Regions from separate parts of the Mustela erminea genome. Here region 2 is linked to region 1. A link is a contact called in public Hi-C data. All regions are on one chromosome and are shown on one strand. The core of a region is the stretch at or near the end of the contact, and the rest is flanking DNA. Distances in the headings are between cores, read along the strand shown.

What was found. A called contact is a pair of places that touch in the nucleus more often than the background predicts.
Region 2: a Hi-C map of spleen shows a contact between it and region 1, with 6 times the contacts expected there. The contact joins the promoter of MNT here to the promoter of PAFAH1B1 in region 1. A contact is called at or near these places in 2 of 3 Hi-C or Micro-C datasets (skeletal muscle and spleen).

The regions. Positions count from the first base shown.
Region 1 is chr18:15,911,912-15,919,035 of mMusErm1.Pri, reverse strand. PAFAH1B1 (platelet-activating factor acetylhydrolase IB subunit alpha) reads left to right here and starts at 2,419. Exons shown (of 11, transcript XM_032319412.1): 1 at 2,419-2,512.
Region 2 is chr18:16,101,716-16,108,569 of mMusErm1.Pri, reverse strand. It overlaps MNT (max-binding protein MNT), which reads right to left and starts at 4,439. Exons shown (of 6, transcript XM_032320416.1): 1 at 1,007-4,439. The coding sequence starts at 1,079.

The sequences.
Region 1 (7,124 bases), core at 1,170-3,669:
ATACATTCCTCCCAAGGGGGTTTGTACTTTAAAGGAGTGCTACAGAAATAAAAGCTGATCTCAATTTATCGTGTAATCACATAAAAACAGATTTTAAAGATTCTAAATACATGAGTCCATGAGCTCAAGGTTTACAGCAATCACTACTACCTATTTGTCTTAAATCAGTGTTTATCAATGTGATTCTGATTTCTTTCTGGGTAATTCTGTTGGCTTTTGGAACATTCATTTTAAAAATAACTGATTTACTCAGCTGATTAAATACCAGGGAGTGTGATATCACACAACAATAAATTTTTTTTTAAAGATTTTATTTATTTACTTGAGAGAGAGACAGTGAGAGAGAGCATGAACGAGGAGAAGGTCAGAGAGAGAAGCAGACTTCCCATGGAGCTGGGAGCTCGATGCAGGACTCGATCCCGGGACTCCAGGATCATGACCTGAGCCGAAGGCAGTCGTCAAACCAACTGAGCCACCCAGGTGTCCCCAACAATAAATATTTTAAAAGGTAAAAATGAACCAAAGGTAGATTCTTAGAACAAGAAAGGTTAATTTATTTCATGTTTACTGACTGTTAGGGGACACAGCACAGACCAAACCTCTGTGCCTCCTCTTGTTGTCTTTGTCCAACTTAAGAATTCCAAAGCTGTAAACCTGAAAAAGACCTTCCAGAGACCTTTTGATTTCCTTCCCTGCCTTGGTAAAGAAAAACCCAAGCCCTCCAGACAACCATCCCTCACTCATGCTCCTCCTGAACACCTTCAGGGATAGAGACAATCTTTCTCTGGAAAAGGAAACTTGCTTTGGTATCAGGCAGCAGAAATGGTTACATGATTACCTAGGATTCCCCACTAAGGTACTATATATCACAAATGCAGCATCATCTCTCCATTTCTCACAGAAGCCTTGTAAGCTGGCTATTTATTAGGTCTGTTTTATGGAGAAACCTAGGTCAGAGAGTAATTTAGCCAAGGTTGCACTTCCGGTAAATGGCTGATCCAGGATTCATGCCCAAGTCCTCTCTTTCATTAACCCAGCTGCTTCTTAAGGTCAGTGTATGCATTTACCTACATAAAGGGAATTAATAAAATCAATAAACATAAGCCTAAACCTACGTTTTAGGAAACGAGTTTCCTTGGACAATATAAACTTAATAGATAGATAATCACACTAGATACCTTTTATTAAGGGACTGTTCCATATTGAAAAGTTCAGAACTTCAAATTAAGCCCATTTTATTTTATTTTCAATTTTAGTTAACATACAGTGCAATATAAATCTGGCCTGTTTTAAATCAAATAGCTCTGTGTGGAATAAATAGACTGCAAATCCGCAAGACTTATTCGTCATTAGTATATTAACCTATAATTTACCAAACACACACACACACACACACACACGCACACACACGAAGGCGTGAGCACCTTCTGAGATTACAGTTCCAGGTCTTTCTTTGGGGGTCAGTTTTGAGACTTCAAGTGTCTCAAACGTGTGTGTGACTAAGGAAAAGAATAGCTGAATCATGTCTAAAAGCGAATCCTCCAAATTAAAGATCTGTAATAAAAAATGAAACAATTGGGCTTTCCATCAGCCTTTTAACCTCAACAGCTCCTCTCTCCAAACCAATCCAATAGACTTCCCTCCTCTTCGCCCCCACCAAACTGGGAAATAAAGCCGAAGGCCGGACGTAGCTTGGCCCGAGCTCCACTTTATTCTGAAGCCCATCGGGGCCCGCAATCCACGGGTCCCAACGGGTCCCCGCTGTTGGCCGGGAGAAACGGGGACAGCTCTGTTTGTGGGCAAAAGCAGGGCGGGGAGGTGAACAGAGCCGGAATTCATGAGGTCCCTGAACCGTCAGACGCGAGTCTAGGAAAAAGGAACCCAAGATTACAGAGGCGAGCAGAACGCGAGAAGGCGCACCTCCTGCGCAAACTCGACAGACCGCCACTCTGTACCGCCAAACTGCATCGCACACCCGCCCGCTAAGCGGAAGGCTGCGCGGCTTAGGGCCCGGCCCAGGCCGGCGCATGCGCCGCAGCCCTCTCCGCTCCCGGCCCCCCCCCCCCCTCTCATCCCCGCGGGTTTGGGGCGGCGGCGGCGGCGGCGGCGGCAGCGGCGGCGCGGTGACGTCAGGGCGTTGGGGCAGCTCCTGTGACAGACGGAGCTGGAGCGGCGGGGCGGCGGCGGAGTCCGGCTACTGAGATAGCGAGTGAGCGAGCGAACGAGCAGCGATCCCGGAGCCCAAGGAGCGAGAAAGAGAAGGAGGAGAGCTCGGGCGCGAGCGAGAGAAACCGCGAGCGCCAAGCTTGGGCTCGAGCCCCGGAACGGCTGAGGAGCCCGCCCGCTCCCCTCCCCTCCCCCTTCCCGGGACCGGGCCCAGCGCGCCATCCTCCCCCTCCCTCCTTCCCTCCCTCCCTCCTTCCTCCCTTCCCTCTCCCTCTCCCCCTCCCCCGCCGGTGGATGGGAGTGAAGGACGGAAGAGGCCCTGCGGAGGCGGCGGTGCAGCGCTCCGGTAAGGCGGCGAGGGTCTGCGCCCTCCTCTCTGTCTTCTCCACAGCGCTCGGGCGGCTGCGGGCCGGGCCGGGCGGCCTGACGAGGTGGCTGCGCCGGTCCCCTCCCTCCCATTCTCCCCTCCCCCTGCCGCCGCCTCCTCCTTCTTCTTCTCTCCTCGCTCTCAAAATGGCGGCCGCGACGGCCGTTGAGTGAGAGACACGGGAGGAGGGGGGACAGGCCGGGGAGGGCGCTGCCCTTGCTCCCCTCCTTCCCCGGCCCGGGTTCGGGGGTGCCGGAGTCGCCGCGACTCCACCCGCGGCCCTCCCCGGGAAGAGATCGCCCTCCTCCCTCAGTGACTTAGCAAGAAAAGTATTCTTGGGTAGGAAGGGCGTGGAGAGCAGGTCGCTGTCTGATCTTGGGGAAAGGGTTTGGCCCTCTTCTCCCTGGCCGCGGAAGGCGAGCTCCGCAGTCCCCACCCCACCCGGAGTTGGCGGCTCGGGGACTGCGCTCAGCTCCGCGCGGCCTTGGCACCCACAGGCCTTCAGGCGTTCCGTCCCCCACCTGTCCTTAGGATGGGGTTGATCTGAGGAGGATGGCCCAGCCCTTCACTGGTCCCTCTGTGCGGTGGTCCAGGCTCTACACCCTCTCCAGAGGAGCGGCCGACCCACCGAACCATCCGCAGCATCCACCCACCGAATCTGGCAGGTTTTTCTTTTCTGCCACTGGCTCCTGAGACGGGAGTTGCCTTTTGACGTTGTAAGACAGCTTCGAGGCCCTCAGCCATTCCCCTTCATCTTATCTCCCCACTCCTTTAGGAAACGCAGTGCCTTCTTTAGTCTCCCAGGTGAAAAAAATAGAAAATGTCTTTGAGCTGGTGGGCAAATTTTAACTCTCTGTCTCTCTAAGCAGTAGAGAAGTGGAGTAGGTTTTCAGTATTATAGATAAGAGAGCAAGCAAGGTGCCTTGGCTTTATTTGTTTTTCTGCCTTTCTTCAGTGACTTAGCAAGAAACTCCCCGGGAGGAGGGCAGGAAATTTTCTTTTGGGGTTGGGGTTTGGGTCCAAATTACATCAACCTTTTGGTTAAGAATTTGTGCTTTTGAAGAGAAGAACCAGATTTGTGGTTTCATTCTCAGTGGGCGATGTCATGCCAAGGTACCCCCCCCCCCTTCCTTAGAGGCAATCGGGAGAGAATAAAGATATTACTGTTATCCCGACCTCTATTTCAGCACGTAGTCCTGGAGATTCATAACGTTTTAAAGGCTAAACAAAAAATATATGCCATTTTTGGTAATTCTGTTTTTATTGGGAAGTGGGTTGTTTTGTGTGAATTTCATCTTGAGACTAGGGCGGAGGAAAGAGCTTGGGCCTTTCATACCAGTAATGTCATCCCTCCTCTTTTGCCACAGTAGTATTTGCTTAAAAAATTTTTTTTTGTTTTGTTTTGTTTGTTTGTTTGTTTGTTTGTTTGTTTTTTTCTGCAGCAGGGCTTGATTGCTTTAAGGTTTCTTAATCTGGAAAATTTCCTGCCTGGATATTTTGGCAGTGATATAATATTGAATATATAAAAAGCTTTTACTTAAAAAATTCTGATTTGCTTCTAAGACATCAGCTAGCTTTTAATCTCTCATGGGTGTCTTTCAAGACACAGTTTTGCAAAATAACTGGCAATTGCAAATTGCAGTTTTTATTAAAGCATAAGTGTAATCTGTCTTTAGGGTGATTTATTCTTTCATGTCTTATTATAAATGATCATTGTTTGGATTGTTCAGAAGGGGAGGATCTCTTAAAACAAATTTGAAGCTGTTATTTTTAAATTTGTTTTATAATTTAGAGAAAGAAACCCAATTTTTTTATGAGATATTTCTGTATGTATTGATTTTGATAGAGATAACCCTATTTTGGTACCTATCCCCTCCCCTTTTAAAAATGGGCTAATATTTGTGGATGCTGTGAACAGCCATTGAGCTGAGGAGACTGGGTGGAGTAAGAGAGCAGAAGCTGTGAAATGCTAGATTGCCCTTTCATAGCATTTTTCTTCTGCTTATGTTTTGTAAGGTTATTTTATACTAATTGGTGCTACAACAAAGGCATTTCTCTGTAGTAAATTTTAAAATCTGATGCTTTTAGTTTCCACCATTTTTGCAAGGTGGGTATTGAATGATGGGGGTAAAAAGCAATGTCCCTGCCCTAAAACAGGGACACTTATTGTCTTTCTGTATTTGTGTATACATACACACATATATAGACAACCTGTGTTAATTTTTTTTTTATTATTTTAGTCAAGTTAAGTGTAAGTTAACGAATGCCGGAAATATTTGGCAAGAAATAGTAACTGAAAATATGGCAAAAATCTAAATGAGAATACTATAGTTGTTTTCTTTTACTTTAGTTTGGATTGAAACAGTAAATCTTATTTTTTAATAATATCAAAGATGAGTAAAAAAGATAAGATAATTTGTGTTAAAGGCTATTTATAAAGGTTTTCTTCTTGTGTTGTTCCTTGAAAGGGACCTTTTGTAAGGTTCTACCATAGAGAGGGTAGGTCACTTTAGTGTCTTGCATCAAGCATTCATGTAAATAGATATCTTCAAAAGAATGTCAGATTCACGTGGTAAATGTGATTTTGATGAGATTTAAGACTGTTTGTCAGTGTATGATATATTTTCACACTTTTTTTATTTTAATGTGATCAGAAGGTAGAAGAGTTCATATGTTGAGGAATGAGTGAGGTAGGGAATGGTAATTCACTACTTTATGTCACATATTTCCATCTTACTATTTTAAGGTATAAAAGTGCAGTAAGAGTGTTGATTTTTTTCAGTAGACTATTCATTGATCAGGAGCGTAAAATAATTTGGTTTAAGAGAGCTTTAGTTCCAAATATGTATATGTGGATGTTTCTGATACACATGACAGGATCTTTTGCTTAGTTTGGAGATCAGTTTTTAAAATTCTTCATAATCCTGTATTTATAATTTATTTTATTATTTTTTTTTTTTACAGAGATACAAGTAGGCAGAGAGGCAGGCAGAGAGAGAGATAGGAAGGGAAGCAGGCTCCCCGCTGTACAGAGAGCCCGATGCGGGGCGATCCCAGGACCCTGGGATCATGACCTGTGCCGAAGGCAGAGGCTTTAACCCACTGAGCCACCCAGGCACCCCTGTTTATAAAATTTTTAATGAGATTGGCATAGATTTCAATTTTTTAGTAGAATTATTTGGTATCCATTTTTCCAATTAAAATAATTTTAGTATATTGGAAATTTGGAGATGTTTCTGGAAGGAAAAAATCAGTATCATGACTTCTCTCTCTAGCTAGAACTTCCATGTTTCATTGTCTCTATTTTATTTTTTCAATGTAAATGTTTTTCTTTTATGTATTAAATAATATGAATGCCAATGTGTATTACACATATTTGCATATATACACCTTGTGGCTCGTATTTTAGGTACTCAAGAAAAAAATAGGACCTTACTTTTTGTTTTCATATGGCTCATCTTACTCACAACTTAGTCATCTTTATAAACAAGCCATAGAAACTATGGAAGTTGACAATGTTAGTATATGGAGGTGTCTTTAAAAAACAAACTCAAAGGAAAATCTTAGGGCAACCAGAATGAATTTTCCAATTCTTTCCATTGAGTTCTATAGTAGTGAGTCACATACTCTTTTGCCAAAGGGACATAAGGCTCAGTTGGTTTTAAACTGAGCTGGCCATGTCTGCTGTGGTCCTAAAAGAGATTTTTTAATTTGCTTCAAAGTCTCTGTTTGAAAATACTTCATTGTGACAGGTAGCCTGTTTTCATGTATGTTGGAAAGAGAGAAATAGTTAAAAGTGAAGTGGAAATTCTTTGTCACTGTTCTTAAGTCTTCTACAGTAGGACTGTAATTGTTTTGTTTTTACTTAAAATGTTGCTCTATTTAAAATTAAACTAATGGAATGCAATGAGTTCTGAAAAGATAAAGGAAAAAAAAAGGTGAAAACCTGTTTCCTTGAAGATGTTTAGCTGTAGAGTGAATCCTAGTTGCTAAAGGCCAAGTGTTTTGAGAAATCTGTACTTATTGAAAAAAGATGCTTTAATATGAGCCTAATAGTCAACTACTTAAATTAAGGCTTTTTGGATTGTTTTAGCTTTGTTGCTAGTTTGGCATGACATTTTCAGGTAGTTATTTAAATAGAATCTTGGTTTGTGTGTCTGAACTACTATTGTGTAATTTTTAACCTTGCCATGGCAGTTAGATTTAATTGGTATTTGTGAAATGCTTATACTCAGTGGATGCAGACATCATAAGTGCTTATTATTTTGATTTATTGTTTTCTCTTTAAAAGATGGTGGCTTTTGGTTGTTACATTCGTAGGTAGGATTGGTCTGTGCATTAAGGATACTTCTGGAAAGATATCCTCTAAAGTTACTGTCATTTAACATTGTCATAAACATTTCCCTGGAGCTTTGTAAATACATTGAACTTGTTATTCATTTTCATTTGTTCTGCTACCTTTTGGGGCAGATTGGTATTTTTATGGGTGACAAAACTAAAATTTAGAGACTGTCTTTTCCTGAGGTCATATGTTGGGATAGCAGCTAGATTGAAGTAAATCTAGGCGTTAAACCACTTAGGTATTGCCTTG
Region 2 (6,854 bases), core at 3,190-5,689, 190 kb before region 1:
CAAGGCCACTCGCCAGCCCCGCCCTGGCCCCGCCCCCGGCCGAGCGCGAGGCACTGGGAGGGGCCGGGCCGCTCAGTCCCCAGCGGGAGTGTCCCCCGTGCACGTGGTCGGAGGCGGGGCCCGTCCACGTCACCACCCGGTGTAACCAACGGGCTTGGAACGCAGGCACACGCAACATTCCAGCCGAGAGCGGGTTTGGAACGCGCAGACACGCCACATTCCACACCGGCTAAAGTGGGGCGCAGCAAGGGGGGCCCGGGGACTGCCCCCAGCGACCTGCGGGCCGTTTCGCAGACACCCAATCCTCCCAGCTCTCACCCAAACCCCTGAAGCGCGACCCAGCCCAGGCTTGGGAGGCGGGGTCAGGCGGGGCTGGCCAGGATCATAAGACACGCGATGTCATTTCATTCTGCAAAGGCCGCCTCCGCCCCAAGCGGCGCGTAGATCGGCCGGGAGCGCCCCCCGCACCCTCCCCACAGGGCCAGGGAAGCCGGGGAGCTGCTCGGCGTAGAGTAATTCCCACCCCCCACTCCGTTACACACACGCCCACTCGTGTGCACTATACACTCGCCCGTGTACACGTCCGTTCATCCGCTCTCCTCGAGGCTCGCATCACACATACCCCGTGCACACACGCACGCACACGCGGGTCTGCCACCCCCACGCAACACCATTCCGCACCCCACCCCCCACCGACTCACACATCTTCAGCGCTACCGAGGGCGCCGCTGGCCCACGCGAAAGGAGCCCCCACGAAAGGTGCACACGGGGTGGCAGGCAACTGAGGTGGCGCCCACAGGAGCCGAGTCCCTCTCTGCATGTTAATGAATTCATTAATTAATTTTACTGCCCCCAACACTTCTCCCCGGGCGGCGGCTCTTGTGCGAAACCTTGAGCTGCCCGGCTTCGCGGGCAGCCCAGGAAGGCGTCCTGCCCGCGGTTTCGGAGATCAGGGTCGCTCGTCTCCCCTTCCCCGGTGCCCCAGGGGCCCAGCCCGGCCGCTCACCACGTGCTCTCTGTTGTTGCTGCGCTTGCCATTCCAGGAAGCGGGCCGCCTCCAGTAGCGTCTCTATGCTCATCGCGCCGAGAGCTGCCGGGGGCGCGCCGGGGCCGAGACTGCGGCCCGCGAGAGGGGCACAGGTCAGGCTGGCGGGCAGGCAGGAGGGAGGGATCACCTCCGGGGGGCGACAGGGCTGGGCGGCGCAGCGCACTCCGCAAGGAAGAATGGGAGAGCACGGAGAGAAAAAATTAATGTTTCCCAAAATATTTGCAAAATATAATTTGCAAATTTAAAAAATTTTGGTGCAAAAAAACAAAAGGCGGCACTGCCTCCCTCCTTCCCCTCCCTCTCTTTTTCCCCCTCTGATGCCTCCCGCCCCGCGGCCCCCGGGAGTCCCGCCGACAAGAAAAGGCTTTGCAACAAGATGGCGAGGAGGCACCGACACACACAACAAGGGAAGGAGCCGCGCTGCCCCCGGCCGCCGCCCCCGCTACTACACCGGGGCCGCAGCCAAAGCCCGGACCGGAGCCCCCGCCCGCAGGGCCGCGGCGTCTCAGGAAGGGAGGGGCGGGGTGCTGAGCGGGCTTGCCCCGCCCACTATAGGACGGCGCGCGCACACGTGGCCTGGGTGGGGGTGGGAGAATAACCCGCCCCGCTCGCGCCCTGCATTTCCGCTTTCTCTCCTCGCCCCGCCCCGATGGCAAGCCACAAGTTGAGCAAGGGCTGCGTGTTGCGGTCATTCACAACGAAGTGTGTCCTGCTGGAAGAAAAGAGGGGTGGAAAATTTAAGACTTAAGTTAGCTCAAATAAGGATATTCCAGGTCAGGGAAACCTTAGGATGACTTAGAAGACTGGCCTGACCCCTGGGTCTCCGCTCCCTACCCACACGTGACCTAATTCCTGCAACCACCCCGGCTGTCGCAATTCCCCCGGGATCCGCCCGTGGGCGGAGCTGACGGCAGGAGGCTGCCAGAGACAGGCGGAGGGAGCGGAGCGATAATCCGGTTCCTCGTTTTGCCTCCGTTCCTCCCCCCGCAGTGCGTTCGCATCCTATTAGACGACGTCACCGGGCCAAGGGCCAATGGGCGGGCAGGACAACACGGCATGGAGCAGCTCCACATGGACACCCCGCGCCGCCAGCCTTCTGTTTAAAGGGCCAGTGTCTAACACGGTCACATTCTTAGGTGCGGATGGGTCCACTCTAAGAACGGAGGGTGAGACGCCGAGAGGAAAATTCTGCAGTTGTGCCGTGGCCTACCCTTTACTTTTCATCACCCTTCCTTCCAAATCAAGTCTCTCTTTTCTACCCCCAAATTCTTCTTTGTCCACGCCTATCTAATGTTGATGCCCCCACAGGCCACCCTTTGCTACGGGGCCTGGGCGGGGGCAGTTAACGCAGGGCGTCCGCGGCCGAGACCAAGGGGGCGGGGCCCAAATCGGGAACAACAACGTGGAGGGCGGAAGCCTGGCCCTGCCAGCCGCTGGGCGGTTGAGGCCGCGGGCGGGGCTGGGGGTCGGGACGCTCTGCCTGGTCTCCACCGCGCTCGCCAAGAGGGCGGGACCCCGGGCTGGCGCTCGCTGCCGCCGCTACTTGAGCTAGTGTTTGGGGCTGCCTGCGGTACGATCATAAAGTTAGACCTTTGTCAGCATAAGTAGTCTCATTTTGCAGATAAGGAAACTGAGGCCCAGACACGAGAGAGGACTTGTCTGAAGTCACTCGGTATTCCAACTGCTGCATGCCCTGGAGGAAGGAGTATTTATCCTTGACCCCGTCGACGACTCTTCTGAAGGCAGTTCTGAAACAGGGCAGGGCACCCAATTCGAAAAAAATCGTGTAGGAGTATCAAACTGTCTGCACAGGAAGTTGTCCACTTAATATACTATAGTCTGGGTCTCCAAAATCTTCACCTGAAACCCTGCTGTTCTGCTTCTTTTGGCACAGGCCACACAAGCCCCACTGGTAGAGTTGGTAGTTACACAAAGACCGACTGAAGGCACTTTGGTAGCACCCTAACACATGTACAGCTCTGTGGGCCCAATGCCTGCAGTCCTTTGGCCCCTGCGTCCTAGCCTTAAATTCCTTTTTTGCTACCAGTTCAGAATGGGACAATGCCAGCTGGGTTCAGAATCCTGCAGCCTGGGATTCACCATCAAAGCTACAAAGCAAAACGTAATGAGGACAGCTGAGTGGCAGACCATCCTGCCAACCCATCTCTTCCCATCCCATCCCAACCCCATTGTGCCCTTGGAGGGCTATGTTCCTATTTTGGGGTCTAGCTTAGAGGCACAGAAAGCCGGTACAAATGCATGCCTGCTGGCTTTGCTCCCTTCCTTTGAGGGCATAATACATACCAAGGAAAGAAAACCTGCACGGATCTTGGAAATCAAGAACCTAGTGAAGAGAAGGAAGGGGACTGTTTGCCAGCAGCAGTCTATGGAAGGATCTGATCTTCACACATTTGATGCCCTAGCATCTGTAACTGAGCAGAGGCCATTACACACGTCCAGGTGCCACTGGCTTGGCTTGTGATGGATCTGGAAAGGAAGGTGGGGGAGAGGGTGGGAACAACGGAGCCCAGGTGTCCTGGGATGAATGCCCTTCTCTTGGGAGGGCGAGATCTGTGCTGGTCCTTAAATTGCTTCCATTTAGATATCTGCCACCTGCTACTAGTGTGGCTGGCCTGGCCCACAGAACAACCAAAGAAAATGAGAAGTTTGAAGGCAATACACAGGTGTGTATGCTGGGGTGGGGCACTAAACAGTTTATATAACGTAACAGTTACCTGCAACAATGTTGACCAAATTTTTTGTTTGGGGTCAGCACTGTACTATTCTGTCCAGTGGCCCATGATGCTCAGAGAGCTCCATTCAGCTGTATCTTCTGCCGTCCTCAAGTGGTCATAGCACTCAAATAGTCCTGAAGTCTCTTACAGAGGCCCAAGCCCAATTTTTGACTTCTTGCCGGATACCAGCTCTTTTCCATTAAGTAGGCACCCCTCTGAAAAGGAGCATTCTGAAGACACCTTTTCCTTCATGGGTGGGTAAGCCTGAGATAAAGGTGGGGTGAACAGAGTCAAATGCCAGTCTCTCCCTTGCCCCCAATACCCCATCTGCTCCAGAGCTTAGTGGAGATGCTTGCTATTTAAAACAAACAGCCTTACTGGCTTCACATGATCATCTGTTTATTTGGGTCATGTGGGGACAGCAGCCAGGGGATGTTAGGCAAAAGCAAGGGTTTATAAAGGAGGCTTTTTTTCTGAGCCGTTGTTGCCTACAGGAGACTGAAAATGGCTAAACAGAATATATCAGCCAGGGTTTCCCCAGCTGGGGAAGGGACACAGTTGGGGTGGGAGATACCTACAAGGTGGGTATAAAAGGAGAGAGGAGGGGCACCTGGGTGGCTCAGTGGGTTAAGCCTCTGCCTGTGGCTCGGGACATGGTCTCAGGGTCCTGGGATCAAGCCCCATGTCAGGCTCTCTACTCAGCGGAGAACCTGCTTCCCCCACCTCCTTGCCTACCTCTCTGCCTATTTGTGATCTCTCTCTCTTAATAAAATCTTAAAAAAAAAAAAAAAGAAAAAGAAGGGGAGAGGGGAATGAATAGGAGAGCCGTTTAACATTTTAGCCCCAGCTCCCTGTTCCAAAGGGATGGAACTGGGGTAGAAGCTGGCAACTGTATTCATTCAAAGCAAAGTGAAAAGAAGCCTTCTGATGTTTCAGCACAAAGGTACACTTTGGGAATGATCCAAAGGCCAGCCATCTCCAAAAAGTTGTTCCTAAAGTTCTATTATGGCTTCTAGGTGCTTAGTACCTTTAGAGCAGGGGGACACCTAGGCCACCCATCACTGTGTACTTTCTCATGAAAGGATTTCTATTTTTAGTCTTCCTCCTCAAGTCTGTGCATCCCAATGCCCAGTTCATCCCTCAATTTTTTAATATGCCAAGCTAGAGATATTCTCTTAATGAGACTGTCTTCCACCCTCCACCCCACCCCACTCCCTCAAACAAAGCATTGCATACATACATACAAATGCAACTCCAAGACGTATGAAGATCAGTTTCCTGACCCCCTAAGATGCATACATAATGAGATGGCAGAAAGGAAGTAAAGCCAAAGTACAGGTATTTGCATTAGATCCCAGAAGATGTCCTAACTGTTCAGGACCAACTTCTCAAATTCTGCAAGTGGTTTTAAGGAGCTTTTCACATATCATAATTAAGACAAGACCAAAGAGAGAAAGAAAGCCAGCCAGGATGAAGAAGGGACAGAAAACTAGTAGTAAACCCAGGGTCACAGATGACATTCATTTAACAAATATTTACTGTGTGCCCGACATGTGCTAGGTAGCCTTGTAGCCAAGGCCAGGTGAACTTTGGTAAGCCAGGGTGGGGTAAGAGGTCACAAACAGGACTCTACTCCACAGTAATACCTGGAAAAGGTTAGCTTTGCTCTCTACCACCACCACACTGGACACAGCATAGAGATCCTACAACCACACAAAGACCCATAAGCATGCTGATGTACTCATTTAGTTTAGGTTCCCAGAGCATCATATTTCCTAAGAACGGATAAGAAGAAATTAAGTGGCCCATACATGATTCCTGACAAGCCCAGTCTGAATGATGAGCAGGTTTGTGAATGGCTCTGATAGAGGTGTATTCCATATGGTATTCATCCAGCCATCAGTGAGGTGGGACCCTCAGAGCCAGCAGTTTCCACCAAAGTCTCCAGCTACCTTCCTCCACTCCCACTGAGTAAAGGACTTCTCCTGAACCTACAAAACAGGTACAATCAAGTCACTTACTTTCCCCTCTCCCTTGCCTCATATGATCTCACAGCTGAAGAGTTGAGATAATCTAGTCTATCTTCCCAAGAGAAGATGTCTTATCCAACGTCACAAAGCTGCTTAGTGTCAGCTGGGATGAGAAGAATGGCCTAGTTCTCCCCTGACTGCGTTGGATAGCCAAACCTGGGAAGTGGGTCCAGAGTCCTAGAAAACCTCACAGAAATGGGTGATAGGGAGATAACTTCTCCCCTTCTGGCTAAAGACAGGAACAGTCATTAACTTTGCTTAGTGGTACCCAATAAATAAACTTAGCAGAGGAGTGACAAGGCAAAGGAAAGAGAACTAGACTTAGGATCCAGAGGCCCAGACAATCTCAGAGACTCAGGCCACTGAGGAAATAAGAGCTTCTAGCTGGGCCTGGGCAGACAGCCATTCCTCACTGGTGCCTATATCTGGCCTGAAAAGGTGACTGGGGGAAAGGGGCAGATTTTTATCCAGACAACCGCCCTGGGTGTGGACACTGAGTAATAAGGAAAGAAATGCAGTTCTGAAGCAAAAGGGGAGGAGCCATGCACTTTGAGCTTTTCTGAGAAACCAAAGAGGCTAACTAAACACTGTGGCTAGAGATGGGGGCTCTGGAGACTTGGTAGGAAGAAGCTGATCAAAGCAGAAAGGCACGAGGGAAAGGATATGAACTTCAGCTATTCCTCTGGGGAAAAAAAAAAAAAAAAGAGGAGGCTTTATGAGAGAAAATGAATTCAGGTCATTGGCAGTGAGACGGGGCAAGGTTATGAGCAGCGGCAAGGTGCAGTTTTGTAATGTGAGTCAAGAGCCAACTGGGTCAAGTGGGGGTGGGGTGTGTCCATGACAGGGGAGGACCCCCAGGGCAGAGCAGCTAGACTGTAATGCCCCATGGAAAGGACTGAGGTGGATTGTCCCAGCAATCCAAGCTCACCCAAAGGGCAGGCTGCACAGTCAAGTCTCTAAAACCAAGAAATCAGCTACCTGTGCTCATAATAACTGATGCCCTCTCAGAATAGTATGTAAGGCCCTGAGCAGTGGCCTGTG